Regions from separate parts of the Mus musculus genome. Here region 1 is linked to region 2. Evidence: chromatin contacts called from public promoter capture Hi-C data. All regions are on one chromosome and are shown on one strand. Each heading gives the region's core, a stretch centred on a gene start, on an enhancer-like site or on the middle of the called end of the contact. The rest is flanking DNA. Distances are from core to core; before and after follow the strand shown.

Region 1 (5,687 bases), core at 399-2,898, 670 kb after region 2:
GAGGAACAATTCATGGGTGTTTAATCACTAGGGTAACAAAATGAGTAAGAACATGGATGAAACAAGACTGTAAGTAACTTGGGGTATACGGCAAAAACTCTAAACTTCAGTTTCTTCTAAGCAAGAGTGACTGTGATGATGGAGTTAAGACGTGAGGAGTTCTTGGCAGGGAACAGCCACTCTGTGACACTCTACCTATCATTATGGCTGGCACGGTACAACATTCACGTTAGAAATGTCATTCCTGCTGCTATCGGGAAGGCGATGAATCTAAAGGCAGACGTGTGGATCCAAACACTGAAAGCAAATCAGAAGATAGAATTTAACACAGTAAAGGATAAACGGGAGCAGTTGGGTCTGAGCACAAAGCTTGCAGGCAGTGATCAGCTTTCACTACACACTTTAGATTACCCACTGCTAATTTCCCATTTTACCCACTGGGGTCCCTTTCCCTTGAGTTACTGAACAATGGTTCTCTGCTTAGTTTCCTAATTAACCCTTTGCCTTAAGTAGAGGAAGATAGTCTCCCTGAGACTTAGCAGAGCAAAGAGGAGGAAGAAAGATGAGACAGAAGAATTAACCTGAAGAGAAATTGAGCTTGCTGGTTGCTGGTTTCACTTTTTTTTTTGGGGGGGGTATCGAATATACTTTTATACTTTAAGATATAAGCTATCTCTACATATTTGGAAGGCTACAAGTTTTTGATTTTTCCTTTCTCAAGGTTCCAGAAGTGCCCCAAAGTATTTTTATTGGAGATATTTTCAAGTCTGTCCAGAGAAGAGTTTTACAATTCTTTCAGGCCATTTTCCTTCCCAGCAGATTTTCCTGTCCTCCTCTTACAGGAAAATTTCTGACATTCTCATCTGGAAAAATTCTAACCTTCCTCAAACTCAGCCTAATTATCTCTTTCTCTGGGTCGCCACTCCACTTACCACACACATATCTATGTGTGCTCTTGCTGGGTATAATGTGATGGTTTCTCTCGGTTTCTGTCTCACTGTCTCTTTGTCTGTCTCTGTGTCTCTATCTCTCCCTCTCTGTCTCTGTTCCCCAACCAACATCTTTTCATCATAAGCTCCTTGATGAACAGGACTATGTATGGTGTCTCATCGTGGCAACTTAATTAGTCCTTATTTTGACCTTTTCTTGTTTAACTAGATAAAAGCATTATCATGTGTCTCACTGAGTTACGAAAAAATATTTTTGTGTAAACTTAAAATGTAGCTGAATATATGCAAAGGCCATTTTTTTCTTTTCAAACAAATGCAAGTAAGAGAAAAGATTTGCCCATTCTGGCAGGCAAAGCTCCTTTTTAAGCAACGAATTGTTTGGCTACCACCCAACAGTGACTTCAGCAGGTACTACGTCTGGAGACTGACTTCCCAGAGCTCAGAACTCCTCTCCACCCCTAAGACTCTGCACAGACACTTGCCTTCTGCATCTGTCAATACTGCCCACAAGTATTCCTCAGTCTCCCTAGAGATGACCCAACAGTAGCTATTTCTGAGAAACCTGAGACAGCCCTTGCGCCTTAGCCCCGCCCACCTCAGCTCCTGCACCGCCCCTACCGGTGCGGCGCCTCACGAGCTCCCGGACACAATCACGCATGCTCAGACTCCACCCAGCGTGATGACGGAAGAGCGAGCACGGGGTGACGTAGCTCAGTTGCAACGTGCTTTAAGTCTGGGTCTGCACTCCGGTCCCATGTACGGTGTGACACTGACCGCTGTGTTCCGTGTAGTCGAACCTTCTGTGCTTTCGGGAGCGGGACGCGGAGGTGGGGTCCCGTGGGAACTGCTCGGGGCGCGGAGGGAAGAGCGACAGGAGCGCATGACGGCAGGACTGCGCGGCTGAAAAAGGCTGCTCTCGGGGACTGTGAGCCGGGACGTAGCCCGGCATCCCGTGGAACCCTGTCCGGTCTCGCCATGCTCGGGGCCCGGCGCCTGCTCGGCGCGCTGCGCCTCTGTTCCTCCGTTTCCTGCCCCAGGCCCCGCGCGTCTGCCAAAATGCGCGTGCGGGACGCCCTCAGGGTCCAGGACGCGAGAGGGGAGTGCGTAACGGTGCAGGTGGGTGTGTGGAAAGACTGCTGCCTGAGCTTGCTTGACTTGAGCTGTCTCCAGAGTCTACACTTCTGGGACCGCACTGTTATTTTTGCAAATCGTTCTGACGATCACAAGTGCAGCAGCTGAGTTTTCATGACACCTAGGGGTTTCTTGTAAACACTTTAATCATGCGGAAAAGTTGAAATGAACACTCCCTTATTTATTTATTTATTTATTTAGTTTTATAGTAATAACTTGGGATGCTTTGCCCTAGTTCCTTGAGAACAGAAATTCTGTCTTTCCTTTTTTCCTGTTCACCTGGCTGGCAGGAAATAGTGGTTCCAGGTGTGTCCAGCCTTTTGACATTGCAACATGAGGTCTCCACCTACCAAGTTCATACTTGAGTTACCGCCTCTACCCTCCAGTTAAAAAGTCTCAAAGTTTACGAGTCCGTGTTGGGCTGCATTCATAGCTATCCTCAGTTGCTCACTGCGGCTCATTGTACACAAGTTGGACACAGGAGAATCCATACCTTTTCAATTTCAGTCACTCAGGCTCCTGAGATTTCCATGTATTTAAACTAGGAGAAAGAGCAGAATGTTGTAGTTTGACAAGCTAAGGGCTGCAGTTGCCTTGGCTTAATTCGCTTGCCCTACTATGTAGCTTGTTACTTATAGGCATGTCACGACAGTGCCTCAGGCCCCAGTTTCTCTTATGAAAATGGAGATAATAGTCTATATTTTGGAGAGTTCTGAAAATTAAACGGGTTAATGAAGACAGGCTATTTAGAACAGAGGCCTCTCAGTCAGTGTTAGATGCTGTTATTTGTGACAGCTTTGAATAAATTCCTAAAAGCACAGAAAGAGTAAGACTGGTGCTTGGCTGTTTCCTCTTGAATTACTGAAATAAACTAATAGGTCTTACCCATATTCCTGATATCTGGCACTATGACCAAGCTGTTCTTCCTTGCATTTCTTTGGGTTTATTACTTGTTCCATGATCCCAATCAAAAGTTATCAAAACTGTTTGCTGTACTCTTTGTACCTTGATTTGTGTGATGAACAAAAGAAGAGTCAAAGATGAACTGAACCTACTACGGAGGTAACAGACCTTTTATTTGGGTGCTTAGTGGTATAATATGGAAACTGCTAGTCAACTTGTGGCTCTGAGCACCTGAGTGTGTTTCAACTGCATGGAGGTGTGTTGTAAGAGTAAAATATATAATAACTTTGAGGAGTAAGGAAATATAAAAATATAAATATATTCAAAAATAAAAATATGTTTATATTGTTTACATGTGAATGATATTCAGAGTATAATTGAATAGCATGTTATTCATTACCTATTTTTACTTTTAATGTAAGGACAAATCTTTTTAAAGATTAATTTTATCTTGTATTTGTGTATGTGTGTCTGCATGAGTTTATGACACATAGATAGGAATACCTATGGAGATCCGTAGGTGGTGTCAGATCCCTTGGAGCTGGAGTTACAAGGAGCTGTGCGCTTCCCCAGAAGGTACTAGGAACCAAATGTGGGTCCTCTGAAGGAGCAGAAAGTGCTGTTATCCTTGGAGCTAACTCTGTAAAACTCACATTATATTCCTGTTTAGCCCTAGTTTACAGCAACGTGGTGGTTATGAGTGGTACAAATAACGAGCTCTAAGAAAACAGGGAGTTCCTGAGCTGTGTGAAGCTCAAGAAGGTGTTACTTGCATATCAGGCTGTCTTGGAGGATGGTATCCCCAGGTAGGGTAACTGATGGACTGTACATAGCTGCAGGATGTGTTCCCAGGCAGGACGGGAAGGAAAGAGCATTCTAGCGAAGCTCGTTGATACTTCAGAATAGTAACTGTATTTGAGTTCCAAGTGTACTACCTGATAATTTTTTTCTACCTGGATTATCTTTTAAATTTTTTTCTAAGTGTCTGTTCTTTTCACAAATGCGCACAGCCACTTTGTTTAGCCCTTGTAAGGATTAAATAGCACAGTACTTAGAATTTAGGACAGAAGCACATAAGAAGTGCTCCATATGAACTTTCCAACAAATGAACATAAGAGTGGTGCTTTCGAAGTTACCGTTGACCGAGACTGAGCAACTGTGGGTGCCGTTGGGGGCTGGGTGCGATGAAGTGCCCTGTACAGGAGACTGAGTAGGTTACACTTCATGCTCTGCGGCCCCTCTGTAGTCACATAACCTTGGGTTCACACGTGAACACCAGTTCATCAGCACTGTATTTAACAGCCTGGAGCCACCGTTTACTTATTTGTAAGAGAGGTGTGATAATCATTAGGACTTTTATGAGATGGAAACAGTATGAGACAGTATATAAAGGAAGTAAGCTTTTATTTTTAACATGACACATGTCCAATAGGTAGTAGATATTCTTTCACTTAAAATGTGTGTGTGGGAGAGATGGCTCAGCAGTTGGAGCACTTGGTACTGACCTAGAGAACCAGAATTTTTTTTTTTCCAGAGGAGCTGAGTTCATTAGCAGAACCTAAACAGGGAGGCTTTCAACTACCCTAAGTCCAGCTTCAGGGACTCAAGTGCTCTCTTCTGGCCTCTCTGGGCACCTGCTCTTACATATATATCATACACGTACACATACACATAAGTGAAAATATAGAGGCAGAGTGTCATGGCGCACACCTTTAATCCCAGTTCATGGGAGGCAGTGGCAGGCGGATCTCTCTTAAGTTCTGTGCTGGACCCCAGACCTTGTCTCAAAAACAAACAGCAACAAAAACATTAGATTGTTATCTATGTACTAGCAATAAACTTAAAAACAAGTAAGGGTGCCTCTTTCCCTTAAAGTATTTTGTGCATACCTGTAATAGTGTCTGTAGGTGTTGCTGAGCGACAGACATGGTAGTAATAGGAGGGAGGGTGTGTGTGTGTGTGTGTGTGTGTGTGTGTGTAGTCTCATCTCTTGCTTTTCACAAGCCTGGTTAGTAGGAAATATTTTTTTGTATCCAGTTCTATACGTTTAGGGGATACCTCACACTGTATCTTTGTCTTTGGAAGCATTGTTCTCTATTAACTCCTGTGCTGTTTAAATTCAGGTTGGGAATGTAGCTGTCAGCAGTCTTGCGGTCTACTTGAAGACTTCTCATTTGTACATGCACATACCTGTCATTTAAGTTAAGACTGTCTTTGAAGTTTATGTATCACTATGTGTTCATAATGAGACTTTTCTTTTTGTCATAAATTTATATTTGCTTGGTTGTTAACATTTCTGTTCCTGCTGCAGAGTAATTTTGCAGTAGCAAAAGATCACATTTGAAAAATGCTCAAGAGGCTGTTTTTGATAATAATATTATTAAAATGTTAATTTTTTGGTTAACATACAAAGAAATGGGTTTCAGGTTCAGGAGAGATGGCTCTGTGGTTAAGAGTACTCACGATTCTTTGAGAGGAATAAGAGGACAAGAATTTAGCTCCCGGTACCCACATAGGCCAGCTCCTAATTGTGTGTAACTCCAGCTCTAGGGGATCCAATACCTTCTCCTGGCGCTGCTATACACATGATGTATATCGACACACAAATAGTTTTTTAAATCTAGTATTAACCCACAAGAATTAAAAAAAATAGATTTGTTTCATTGTGACATTTTAATATGTATATTTCATTATACTTTTTTC
Region 2 (6,280 bases), core at 620-3,119:
TTTTTTTTTTTTTTTTTGCTGCTTTAAGAAAGAAGCACCTGCCGCCCCCCCCCCCAATACCAGGACATTGGAATTTCACATTTGTTTCCTTTCTCTCATTATTCCACATATTTGAATCAAAATGATGATAAATTGCTCCATTGTAGATGGTTTCAGCCGGACATTGATATATTGGATTAATTGGATTAAGACCAATGAGGTTTTCCAAATCCCCAATCCATATAGCCAATAAAATAATAACAAAATATGTATGTTCACACACACACACATATATATATATACATATATATATATATATGTATACAATATGTTTATTATACACACACATTCATTGAACATAGATGAGTATACAAATGTATGTATTCACAAGTACCTGTAGAAAATAATAGCAGTTCTTCCATGGTACCTAATCAATAACAGATGTGTACCAGGCAAGGCTTGCCATGTGCTATCTCCTGGTAGAAAAAAATAGAAGTTCTAAGGAACTATTTTCTTAGACTTTTCTGGAGAGGGTGAGTGAGGAGGCAGGATAGGGATGGGGTGAGAATGAAAATGATCAGGCACCAGAGCCATGCGCCATGCTGTGTTAGTACCCTCTTCATGGCTGTTTCATAGGGAAGGATTCAGGTAGCCCTTGACTAGAACATCCTCCATGTTCATGTGGAGGTAAGAAGGGAAGAGAACACATCCCTGCATGCACAGGGATGCCTTTATATGTACACACACAGATCCCCCTTGGCTTCCCAATCTTACCATGTGATTTCCAAATGGGACTGTCAGAAATTTTAAATGATGGGTATGGCTCTCATAAAATTTCTCTCAGACAACCTGTCTTGGTAGAGTCTGAGCTCAGCAAACTTCAGTCTAGTGACCAAATCCAGGCCAGCCCCACATCTATTTTTATATGACCCATGCATGTACTAAGGATAGCTCCTATGTTTCAAATGTTATGAGGAAATAAAATCACAAGAAGAATATTTTGTGGCCGGTGAAAGCTGTGTGAAATTCAAATTTTAGTGTCCATAAATAAATGTCTTTTGGAAGACAGCCACACACGTTTGTTTCCATGTTGTCGGTGGCTATTTGGGGGCTGAAGTGGTAACACTGCGTTGTGACAGAGACCGTAAGCTGTGGGCTGGGAGTCCTGTGCCTCCTTACTTCCTTTCTTTGCTCCTGCTGGGTTCTCTGCTCTTGTGTGGGCACCCCAACCCCATTTCTCACAATCCAGCTCTCCAGGCTGATATCGAGGCCACTAATTCTGGGAGGTGAAACCTTTTCCCACATATCCCCTAATGCCAGTGGGAATTTGGAACTGGTTACTCAATCTGTCTAAAGTTAAATTTAACCATCTATAAAACAGGACTGATAACACCTATCCTTTGGGCACGTCTCTCAGCAAGCATGTTCTTAGTTGGTGTTACTAGCCCTGATTGAATGCATGCTACAGAATTTAGTGTGCCCCGAAAGTTGGCCTATCCTACCAGGGTACCATGACCTAGAGTCATTTTACATGGCTTTTCTCTCCTTGAGGACATGTAGAATATCTTTATGTATCTTCAGCCTGGTCATGGGAAGGAGTCCAGGAAATAGTCTCAGCACATATGAGTCATAATCTCCCTTTGTAGTCACAAATGTCATAAAAGCACCCCCTTACCTCTTTTTTGTTCACCTCCTCGGAGAGCTGTTCTGTTACCATCCCCTGCCTGGATTCAGGTCCCACACTGTTCTAATTTATTTTATTGACCTTTCTAGTTGCTGCCATGCTGGCAGAAATTTAACAGCCAGCTTTCCGAAAGGAAAAGAAGAGTGGTCTGTGTAGTGTTTGCCAATTTCTCTGATGTTCTCACAGTAGCCAATCTGTGCCTCCTGACATAAGGCCTCTGTGTGTGGGGCTGCAAATTGGGACACACAAATTGGTCTCTAAGCATGTATACGATGTCACACACAACCTGCTACTCTACGTTCAGTGACTTAGCTGCTTCCTGTTGATCTCAGCAAAAAAGCTCCAAGTCCTTAATACTTAATACACTTACAGACCTCACAAATTAGCTCTGCTACCTACCCCCCAGGCTTGTCCCCTCCCCGGGTCTGTCTGTCTGTCTATTTCTCTCTCTCTCTCTCTCTCTCTCTCTCTCTCTCTCTCTCTCTCTAGTCATTCTTCTGAGCTCCACACACCATGCTCCTCCATCGCCTCTGTCTTCCCAGGTCTTCCAAGATGCTCTGGAACAGCTTCCTTGTTCCCATGCTCTAGGTACCTTCTATTGGCCTGTACTTTTGGCTATTGCAGTAGATTACTAATCTGCTCAGTTATCCATTGCTACTGCCTGTTTCCCATCAGAGTATAAGCTTCAAAATACAGCACCCATAACTCACATTCCATCCTGGGGTCCTGGGTCTCTGGCATGGGGGAAGCTTAGAGAATCCTTCTCAGAAGGCTGCAGGGCCCAGCCTTCCTGGGTATTTGATTTCTGTCTTGGGCATAATTTCTAAATACTTGGATCTTATTTACTTTAATATCTTATGTTTTTAGAACTCATGATTTGGTGGCTTCTGGGAGCACTGAGGCTATCTCCTACCAGAATATGACAAGCCTCAGATGGAGAAAAAGTTGACAAGCTACATTTTTAAGATGATGAAGCACTCTGTCTCAGTTCTTTGGAAGGAAAGTTATCCATCAGAATCGTCCTTCCTTCATGTTGATGGGACAAATGTTGGTGCTTAACATCCTAGCTCAAAACCCCTTGGGCCTGCCATTTTTAGTGGCAAAAATTGAAAAACAATCTGTTATTCCTGTGTTGCTAATTCCATGTAATTTTCTCCAAAGTGAGAGTTGCAATCCATCCCATATTTGTCCTACAGTCAGAGGATCGTGGATTATTGGGGAAAAAAACCCTCTTTGGGAGGCTTTTGAAATATGTCTCCCAAAGGTTTTTGTTTTCCTTTTAAAAACATCTACAGTTTTTTTTTAAAGTGTGCCTATTGCATCAAAAATGGTGCTAGTGAATAACTTTGAGTATCTCTATTCAATTCTCTTGGGAAAGGAGAATTATAAGATGACAAATTCCAAGTGGTTTTTGAGTGAAGGCATAGGCTAACTATGAGAACATTGTAGCTAGAATTGTGCATGTATGTGAGACTGAAGTAGGGTTAAGTTGCCTCCCTGGCATGTTCTGATGTATGGTTTTGGGGCCCATTATAACCCCAACACTATGTGATTATAATATTTCAAGGGGTTGCTATTGAATGAAACATAATGGTGTAACAGGTATTAGTGTAAGAACCATTGCTATTAATAGCGTATGACAATACATTGCCTACTAGCAAATTGGCCTTACTTTGATTTTACTATACTTTTCTATACCTATGAGAATTTTAGTTAAATCTATGTGAAATCTGAAATTGCTCCTTACAGAGATAACTGGGGGTGGGGTGGAGATATCAGACTTAAACAAGAAAGAAGTGATAAGACTATGAAGGGAGCAGGAGAAAAGATGATGATGAGAGGAATCTCAAGCTCTCTGTCTCATGTCTTGCCTTCCAGACAGAACCATGAAGCTTGTGGAGTATACTGAGATGTAAGGAAGGGTGACAGTGATCTGATGTGCTTGAGAAAGCACATGTAGCCTGGGACCCTAGGGACCAGTGCTGTTCCCTCCACTGTTATATGTCTGTGCCCAGCAATGGCAGGCTCTGACACACAGCATTAACAAAGCTTGCATGTGTTTAACAAGTGGTTTCTGTGTCCAGATCTAAGAATACTCTTCCTCCTTCTTCATGGATAGCATTTGAAAAATAGCTCCTCAGTGATGTCACTTGGATAAAATAAGGGTCACTCCAAGAATTTGCTGCTTCAATCAGCAAAATACCCTTTGCTCTTGGGGAATAAGATGGATTGGGCAAGTAGAAGGTGGCTCCAACTGAAAACAGCCATGTCTGTGAATGTTAAGATGAATGGTAAGACTCATCCCTTTGGACTAAGAATCACTTACCACAAGGCACACGAAGTCACGGGTATGTCATTAAGACAATGGGGAAGAAAGATCTCCAAGTGTTTCTAGCCATCTAAGATTAGTATCTAAAGAGGAAATATGTAGTCCACTGCTACTTAAAACCATCATAGATGTAATAGCTTCTCTTCTTAAAGTATGTAGAAGATATATCATCACCATTATTATTACTAGCAGTAGTAGTTTCATTTAGTAAAAACATGAGAAGATTTCCTAAGTTTCTTTATAATCTTGATCCATTCCCCCCAAATAATTATGAAATGCACAGTCTGTGTAGGTCTGCTGCTATGGCCACACACTGAAGTCCCTCATAACGACTGTATCATTTAAACCTTCCCCTAGTTGGGCTAGATGTGTGCTTTCTTTCCACTGCTCAGAAATACATGGACATGCATTTCAGGGAGAGATTCAGAGACAGCTGAATTCCAGAGACAGACTGTACCACAGAATCATAAGTTGCAGGACCACAAGTCAAACTGAGGTCAGCCAAACTCCAAAATAAAGCCAACATCAATGCATCACAAATTTTCTGACATTGTACACTTTCAAGTGTATGTCGTTTTGCTTTCCGACTGGGGAATGAAAGCTCGAATCAGAAAGAATCTAAAATGATTTAAGGTAAACTAAATGGGCTGGGTAGGGACAGTAGCAACAGTGAACCCACAGCCACCGTTGTCAAGCAGACAGCCCTTGCTCATTATAATAATTTTAAAAAGTAGGTGTTCTGACATTATTCTGTTCATTGTTCCAAGAAAAGTTGGAACCCCAAATTTCCATGTGAAAATTTGTGTTCCTAATCTGTTATCAGTTTATTTGACTAAAGCAAAATACGGTACAAAGTTACAGTTTGGAAGAATAGTTTGATGTCCCTTCAAAGGTGTGAGGTGCTGTGTATGCTAAGTCCCCAGATATGGTTATTACAAGATGTGTGCACATTGAAATGTCACACAATGCTCCATAGACATGTACCATTGTTACATAACAATTACAAAACAGAAACGAAGCTAGCTGTGGGGGTATGTGTCTGTAGTCTCAGCTCTCAGGAGCCCAAAAAAAGAGACTGTGAGTTACAGGGAAAACAAGGCTACATATACTATAACACACACATACACACACACACACACACACACACACACACACACACACACACACAACCAAGGGAAAACCTAAAACAAAATGAGAAGTGGGTTTTTTTGAGCAATTGAATCTCTGTGTGCAGAGTGTGTACATGTGTGCATGTTCAGAGGAGAAGATCAGACATTCTGCTGTATCGCCTTCCCAGTATCAGCTTGACATAGGGTCACTGACCCTGGAGCTAGGCCGGCAGCTAGCAAGATCCAGTGATTTTCCTGTCTCTGACAACCACTTCAGCCCTGGGGTTAAATGCACATGTATAGCCAGCCATGTACAACTTTCTATATAGATGCTTGCAATCAAGCTCATGTGTCCTGCTTGTGCAGCCAGAGTTCTCACACACTGCCTCAGTCCTATAGACGAAACACATTTTAAAAGAGAAGAGAAGATAATGGAGAAGAGGGAGAAAGAGAGGTGAGGGGAAGGAAGGGAAACAGAAAAAAAAAGGGCACAAAGCAATAGAATATATAGGAGTAGTCTACCCCAGGGTGATGTCAGTGGCTAGGCCTCTATTATCTCTTCATCTGTCTTGTGAGAGTGGTCAGCAGAGAGGCAGTGTGCTTGTTCCAACTGTACAACACGCATTTGAGAACACTCACCTGGGAATATTCTTTGGAGTAAGAAAATGGACCACACCAGGAAATCAACTTAGTCTTAATTAAAGTCCATTGGCTACCTATGTTAATACCACTTAATCTTCCAGTCCACTGATGGATATTGTTGTCCTTGTCTTTTGCTGATAAGAGAACAGGTTTAAAGAAATTGAAAGCCTGAGCCGGGGTCATAAGACTTTGAACTAGCCAGGTCTGCCTGACTTCTAAGTCTCTTCTCCTAATCTTTGCACTGTCCTGTCTCCTCTGGGCTCTATAAGCATTGAAGACCTTCTATGGACATTGCTTTATTCAGTGCCCTTTGTTCGCCAGGGCAAGATGTCAGAGAGTGTGGGAACTTGTTCTAGAAATAAACACCTTGCCTGGAAAAGCATCAGTCTTCCAAGTAAAGTGCTTTGTGTATCGTAAAACCTTCAATTTAGCTCCATTATATTTTAGGTCCATGAGGAATAGATTGCAGCTCCTGCTTTCCTGCTGATTAGAGCATCCTATTTACGTGTATACAGTACCTATTAGACGGTGAGCTTT

The links. Promoter capture Hi-C pulls out the DNA fragments that hold promoters and counts their contacts.
Region 1: a contact with region 2 is called in a promoter capture Hi-C map of hippocampal neurons, with 2.4 times the contacts expected there. The contact joins the promoter of Nars2 here to the enhancer-like site in region 2. A contact is called at or near these places in 7 of 39 promoter capture datasets (3T3-L1-derived adipocytes, cranial neural crest, embryonic stem cells and 4 more).

Annotation. Positions count from the first base shown.
Region 1 is chr7:96,949,879-96,955,565 of GRCm38.p6, forward strand. Nars2 (asparaginyl-tRNA synthetase 2 (mitochondrial)(putative)) reads left to right here and starts at 1,649. Exons shown (of 14, transcript NM_153591.4): 1 at 1,649-2,066. The coding sequence starts at 1,926.
Region 2 is chr7:96,279,177-96,285,456 of GRCm38.p6, forward strand. All of the region lies in intron 1 of Tenm4 (teneurin transmembrane protein 4), which reads left to right. Among named protein-coding and RNA genes, the nearest start is that of Mir6394, 23 kb to the right of the region's middle. Within about 2 kb of position 1,870, at least 4 of the 459 cell types and tissues checked have an H3K27ac peak or open chromatin away from gene starts, as enhancers often do. A contact at or near this core is called in hippocampal neurons, where this site is marked.